Linked DNA regions of Sus scrofa: region 1 is linked to region 2. Evidence: chromatin contacts called from public HiChIP or PLAC-seq data. All regions are on one chromosome and are shown on one strand. The core of a region is the stretch at or near the end of the contact, and the rest is flanking DNA. Distances in the headings are between cores, read along the strand shown.

Evidence for each region. HiChIP or PLAC-seq counts read pairs in DNA pulled down with a chosen protein or histone mark.
Region 1: an H3K27ac HiChIP or PLAC-seq map of alveolar macrophages shows a contact between it and region 2. The contact joins the enhancer-like site here to the promoter of LOC110259619 in region 2. A contact is called at or near these places in 8 of 47 Hi-C or Micro-C datasets (embryonic fibroblasts, fetal liver, fetal skeletal muscle and 2 more) and 2 of 2 datasets of contacts at active chromatin or transcription factors (alveolar macrophages and skeletal muscle).

What each region holds. Positions count from the first base shown.
Region 1 is chr2:62,297,553-62,300,252 of Sscrofa11.1, forward strand. It overlaps a transcript of BRD4 not described here. Among named protein-coding and RNA genes, the nearest start is that of BRD4, 8.9 kb to the right of the region's middle. Within about 2 kb of position 1,434, at least 13 of the 83 cell types and tissues checked have an H3K27ac peak or open chromatin away from gene starts, as enhancers often do. A contact at or near this core is called in alveolar macrophages, fetal skeletal muscle and skeletal muscle, where this site is marked.
Region 2 is chr2:62,249,445-62,252,144 of Sscrofa11.1, forward strand. It overlaps LOC110259619 (alanine and glycine-rich protein-like), which reads left to right and starts at 1,451. Exons shown (of 1, transcript XM_021085099.1): 1 at 1,451-1,879. The coding sequence starts at 1,451. The coding sequence ends at 1,879. It also overlaps a transcript of BRD4 not described here.

The DNA.
Region 1 (2,700 bases), core at 184-2,683, 48 kb after region 2:
GCTAGCTCACGAGGTAAAGAAGGCAGACATATCAAAAGACCACATCAAGAGGTTATTGGGTTGGGGTTATTTGGTTGTTGTGGTGGTGGTTTTTTTTTTTTGTTTTTTGGGTTTTTCATTTTTTGGTTTTTTTTGGTCTTTTTAGGGACGCACTTGAGGTACATGCAGGTTCTCAGGCTAGGGGTCAAATCAGAGCTGTAGCTGTCGGCCTACACCACAGCCACAGCAGTGCTGAATCTGGGCTGCCTCTGCAACCTACACCACACACAGCTCACAGCAGTGCTTGATCCTTAACCCCCCTGAATGAGGCCAGAGATCAAACCTGAGTCTTCAAGGATAGTGGTCAGGTTCATTAACTGCTGAGCCATAACAGAAATTCCCAGTTGGTTGGTAGGTATGTATGTATTTTGTCTCTCTAGAGCTGCACCTGTGGCATATGGAGGTTTCCAGGCTAGGGGTCAAATCGGAGCTACAGCTGCCAGCCTATGACACAGCCACAGCAATGCCAGATCCTTAACCCACTGAGCAAGGCCAGGGATCGAATCTGCATCCTCATGGATACCAGTCGGGTTTGTTACCTACTGAGCCACAACAGACACTCTGGTTGGCTTTTAAATGTAAGTGGGTATAGTCATCCACAGACCCACCACCATATCCCACTTCATTTTATGGTTTCATGTACCCACTTGACCTAATTTTATCTAATTTTGCATTCTGTGATTCAGTAAGCTGCAGTGCTGTTGCTGAATGCAGTCTTATATAGAATGAAGTATTGTAAAGACTACATGTCTTGCACAGCTGACTATAAATATTCTCCGACCCTTTATAGAAAAAATTAGCCTCCCTCTGCTGATATGTTTTAGCAGTTTTGATCTTGTCCACATCAAAGTTTTGTTTTCTTTTTGACTGCGTACCCATCTCAGGAACTTTTTTTTAAGGGCGGCACCCAAGTCATATGGAGGTTCCCAGGCTAGGGGTCGATTTGGAACTATAGCTCCCGACCTAGGATCTGAGCCATGTCTGCAACCTTTACCACAGCTCACGACAACACCAGATCCTTAACCCACTGAGCCAGGCCAGGGATCGAACCTGCAACCTTATGGTTCCTAGTCGGATTAGTTTCCGCTGCAACACAATGGGAACTCTTCAGGAACATTTTAAATTCACAAGCCCATCTGCCCAGATGTAACCATCAACACCGTGATGTAAGCCTTACATAACAATGGAACTTTTTACTTTATCTCCAGCTGCTGGCAGCTCTCATAGGGAAAATGTGGTACAAAATTTTCACTGCCCCTAATTTAATGTGTCTGCTGCTTGGTTTCGAGTGTACAAGCTGCATGAAGGAGGATTAAGGCTTATAAGAGCTGCCTCAGTGCACAGCCCTGGCCAGGCTCCAGACAGCTCAGTCTGGCTGATGACACGAGCACTGTTCTCACCAGCTGCCTGAGCTGGTCAGATGGAAAAGTAATCCTGCTTGTGCTTCCCCACTGACACAGATCACACAGTGAAACAGGCACCTTCACTCTGAATGGAAAGTAGCTTCTGCTTTGGGACCAGGAGCAAACATACTTTCTGATATTAGTATTTTGGAACCAGTATAATCAGCATTTCAAGAAAGATGTACCTAGGACAGGATAAGATTTGCTGCAGATTGACTAGTATTGAGAAATAACTAGGTTATCCCTTTTTCTTTGTCACTGGGTAAAATTTCGCTCTTCCCCCAAATGATCCTTTATAGGAGAATCTTGCGGTGATGGAGAGGGGACCTCTTCTGTCTGAAGGGTGTGTGCTACTGTGAATTTGTAATTTCATGAGGCTTGTATCAGTTGGCATTGGCAAGCATTTTTCTTGGCATGAAACCAGTTAAGCCGTGGCCCCCAGGGCCATTTATTGCTTGGGAAGCATAAATAACAATTTGCTCTACTCTCCCCTTGACCTCTCTCCCAATGGCAGCAGCAGGGAAGTGTGCTGCTAATTTCACCTGTGATGTGAGCCAAGTCATAGATGGCCAGGTGCTGTGAGGATATTCTTTTTTTTTTTTTTTTTTTTTTAAGCTGTTTTATTTTTATTATTATTATTTTTTTTTTCTTGGTCTTTTTAGGGCCGAACTCTCGGCATATGGAGGTTCCCAGGCTAGGGGTCCAATCAGAGCTGTAGACGCCGGCCTACCCCAGAGCCACAGCAACGGGTGATCCCAGCCATGTCTGACACCTATACCACAGCTCACAGTAATGCTGGATCCTTAACCCATTGAACGAGGCCAGGGATTGAACCCACGTCCTTTTATGGATGCCATTCAGGTTCGCCAACCTCTGAGCCACAGTGGATTCTCCATGAGGATATTCTTGACTTTGATTTGTTTTTACAGGGATGAAATTCTTTGGAAGTTAACCTCACTTGCTTGAGGGTCATGTAACATGCAGCTGCTTTTGCAGAGAGGGCAGGTCTGTTGACTAATATATGCTGGGATGTGGAAGTGGGGTGCCTTCGGCCAAACCACAGACCCTCAGGCCCAGCAGTGTTGGGTAACTGGACTGACTGTCACCCCTTGCTTGATGAGCAGAGGCAGCTGTGATATAGAGCAATCAAGAGACACAGTCAGATGGACTATGGGTGACCTCCAGCTGACTGGGAAACCACCTACTCTTATTCTTCATTGCCTGGAGGATGAAGATGATGCTTCCACTATCTGCCTTA
Region 2 (2,700 bases), core at 201-2,700:
ATCAATAATTTATGATTGCCCTTAGTGAAAAGTGACCAAACTCCATAACAGAGACAAAACTATCTGACTGCTATCCTAGCACATGAATGTGTTTTGAAAGAAGGGCCCATTAGGAGTTTTTAAAAAGTTCCTAGATTTTATAGAAGAACTGAGCTTGCTTTTTTTTTTTTTTTTTTCTGGCTGCACTTGCAGCATGTGGACGTTCTCCGGCCAGGGACTGAACCCTTGCCACAGCAGAGATTGGAGCCACAGTAGTGACAATGCCGGATCCTTAACCTGCTGTGCCACAAGGGAACTCCTCAAATTTACTATTTGTATTTTTTTGTCTTTTTTTTTAGGACTGCACCTGCTACATATGGAGGTTCCCAGGCTAGGAGTCGAATGTGAGCTGCAGCTGCCTGCCTACACCACAGCCACAGCAATACCATATCTGAGCCACATCCTCAACCTACTCCACAGCTCATGGCAACAACTGGATCCTTAACCCACTGAGTGGGGCCAGGGATGGAATCAGCATCCTCATGGATACTAGTCAGCTTCCTTACCCCTGAGCCACAACAAGAACTCCGAGTTTGCTATTTTTAAAAAACGAGGCTTGAAATGCTAAAAGAGTGAAGATAAGGGCAAAAGGGGAAAGGAGGTTATGGCTTCCCATTTGAAAACTTTAACAGGATTGTCATTTTGAACTGTAAGCAACCTAAGTCTAATCTCTTTGTTTTCTGGAACTGACTTGTGGCTTGAGTCTTAAGGATAAGGAAGTCAGCTGGAGGACAACTAGAGGGAGAGGACTCTAGGCCCAGAATGCAAACACATTCTAGCCTTTAGAGCTCAGTGGCTCGCCAGCCGGCCAAGAAAGATGCCGCATCAGTCTTGCTCACAGCCTCCTCTCATTTCATTTCTTTCACCCCAGGGCCCATCGCAGCTCTCTCAACGTTCCAGCACCACCCCCCTCCAGCTTCCTTCAACACCCTTCAGCCTCCGCACCAGCGCAGCCTCCTTCAGACAGGTGTCTTGCCTCCGCCTCTGCCACCGGTTTCTGTCTATTCGCCGTCCTCCCTTTCTTTGAGCGTCTATAATCAGACCCTTCATAAATTTTTGGACGTTTCCCTCTGCCTTCAGGTCTCTTTCCTCAGGCCCAACTTTCAGTCTCGCCTCAGTCCTGTCCCTCGATCTTCGGGGTCCCCTCCCTCGGTCTTCGGGGTGCTCTCCCTCTCAATCTTCGGGGTCCTCACTCGGTCTGTGGAGTCCCTTCCCTCGGTCTGAGATGTCTCCTTCGGTGTGCGGGATTTCTTCCCTCCGATTAAGGAGTCTCCTCCCTCGGGTCTGCATGATTTCTCCTCAGCCTCCACCCTTGGTCCATGGGGATTCCCACCTCCGTGTCGGCCGCAAGCACGGGTTTCCCCCACTCACCTCCCGGCTCTCTGTTAGCTTAAGATAGCTCGCGCCGGGCATGGTCTTGGGGCGCGCACGCCGGGCGGCGGCAGCGCGTGGTCGCGCGCGCAGCGTGCGCGGTGACGTCAGTGCGCTGGCGGCGGCGGCGGCGGCGGCGGCGGCGGCGGCGGCAGCAGGGCTGTTTGTTCTGCTCTCCCGAAGCCGACGAACCGAAGCGGTGGCTGCGGCGGCGGCGGCGGCGGCGGCTGCCGGCAGTGCCCGCGGGCGAGCGGGGCCTGTGAACACAGCGGAGCGGCGGGCTCGACGGAAGGGCCCTGGCCCCGCGCAGTCAGTCCGAAGAGGAGGGGGCGGCAGCGGCGGCGGACGGCCGGTGGGGGCGGCGTGCGGCCTAGTGTCTCAGGTGAGGACTGGTGCCCTTCGGGGCGTCAGGCGGCGAGGGGCAGCTGGCGGGGTCTGCGGCGCAGCCCGCGTAACCTGCATTGCGTAATGGGGCCGGTGCGCCAGTACATACGCCATCGGCGCGGCGCGGGGGCGGGGAGGCCGGGGCGACGCGGGCTTGGGCCTGCGGGCCTCCCGCGTCCCCGCGCCGCTCTCGCCGGGCCAGGGCCGCCTGCGCCGTTGGCGTCGGGGCGGCTTGTTGGCTCGCGGGCGCCTCGCCGTTGGCGCCGCCGCCCCCTGGCTCTCGCCGGTCGACAGGGCAGGGGCGCGGGTGGGGGGCGCGAGCTCCGCGGCGGGGCGGGCGGCCGGGGGCGGGCGGGGGGCGGGCCGAGGCGCCCGGCACTTCCTGTCGCCGCCATTTTGTCAAGTGAGGAGGAGGAGGAGGAGGAAGCGGCCGCCGCGGAGCCCGCGGCGAGCCTGGCCCCGGTAAGTCCGGGCCTGGCGTGATGGTCGCAGCCACCGCTGTCCCCAGTCGCGGTTCCCGGGGCGGCCTCTGCGCTCATGTGGGGCCGGCCCGCGCTCTCTCTGGAGTCTGAGTCCTCCTGTCTCAGCCGGGGCAGCGCGCCCCCGCCCTCATTTCCTCACCTTCCGGGCTGTCCCCAGAGCTCTGCGGAGAACCGGGCTGGTCCCCAGGTGGAGGGAGGAGGCTGCCTCTGCACACCTGGCCGGAGACGGGCCCTTTGGGGGCGGAAGCTGTGCTCTGAGGGGCGAGCCTGGCCCGCTTTACCCATCCACTCTTGATCTGGCAGCCCCTCACTGGGCGCTTTGTTTTGCTTGGTCGGTGCTCCCTGGTGTCCTTGCCACGGCCTCGTTTGTTGCAGTCTTGTGCGTTGTGATGGTTTGGGGTGGGGATGTGGGGGGAGTTGTGAT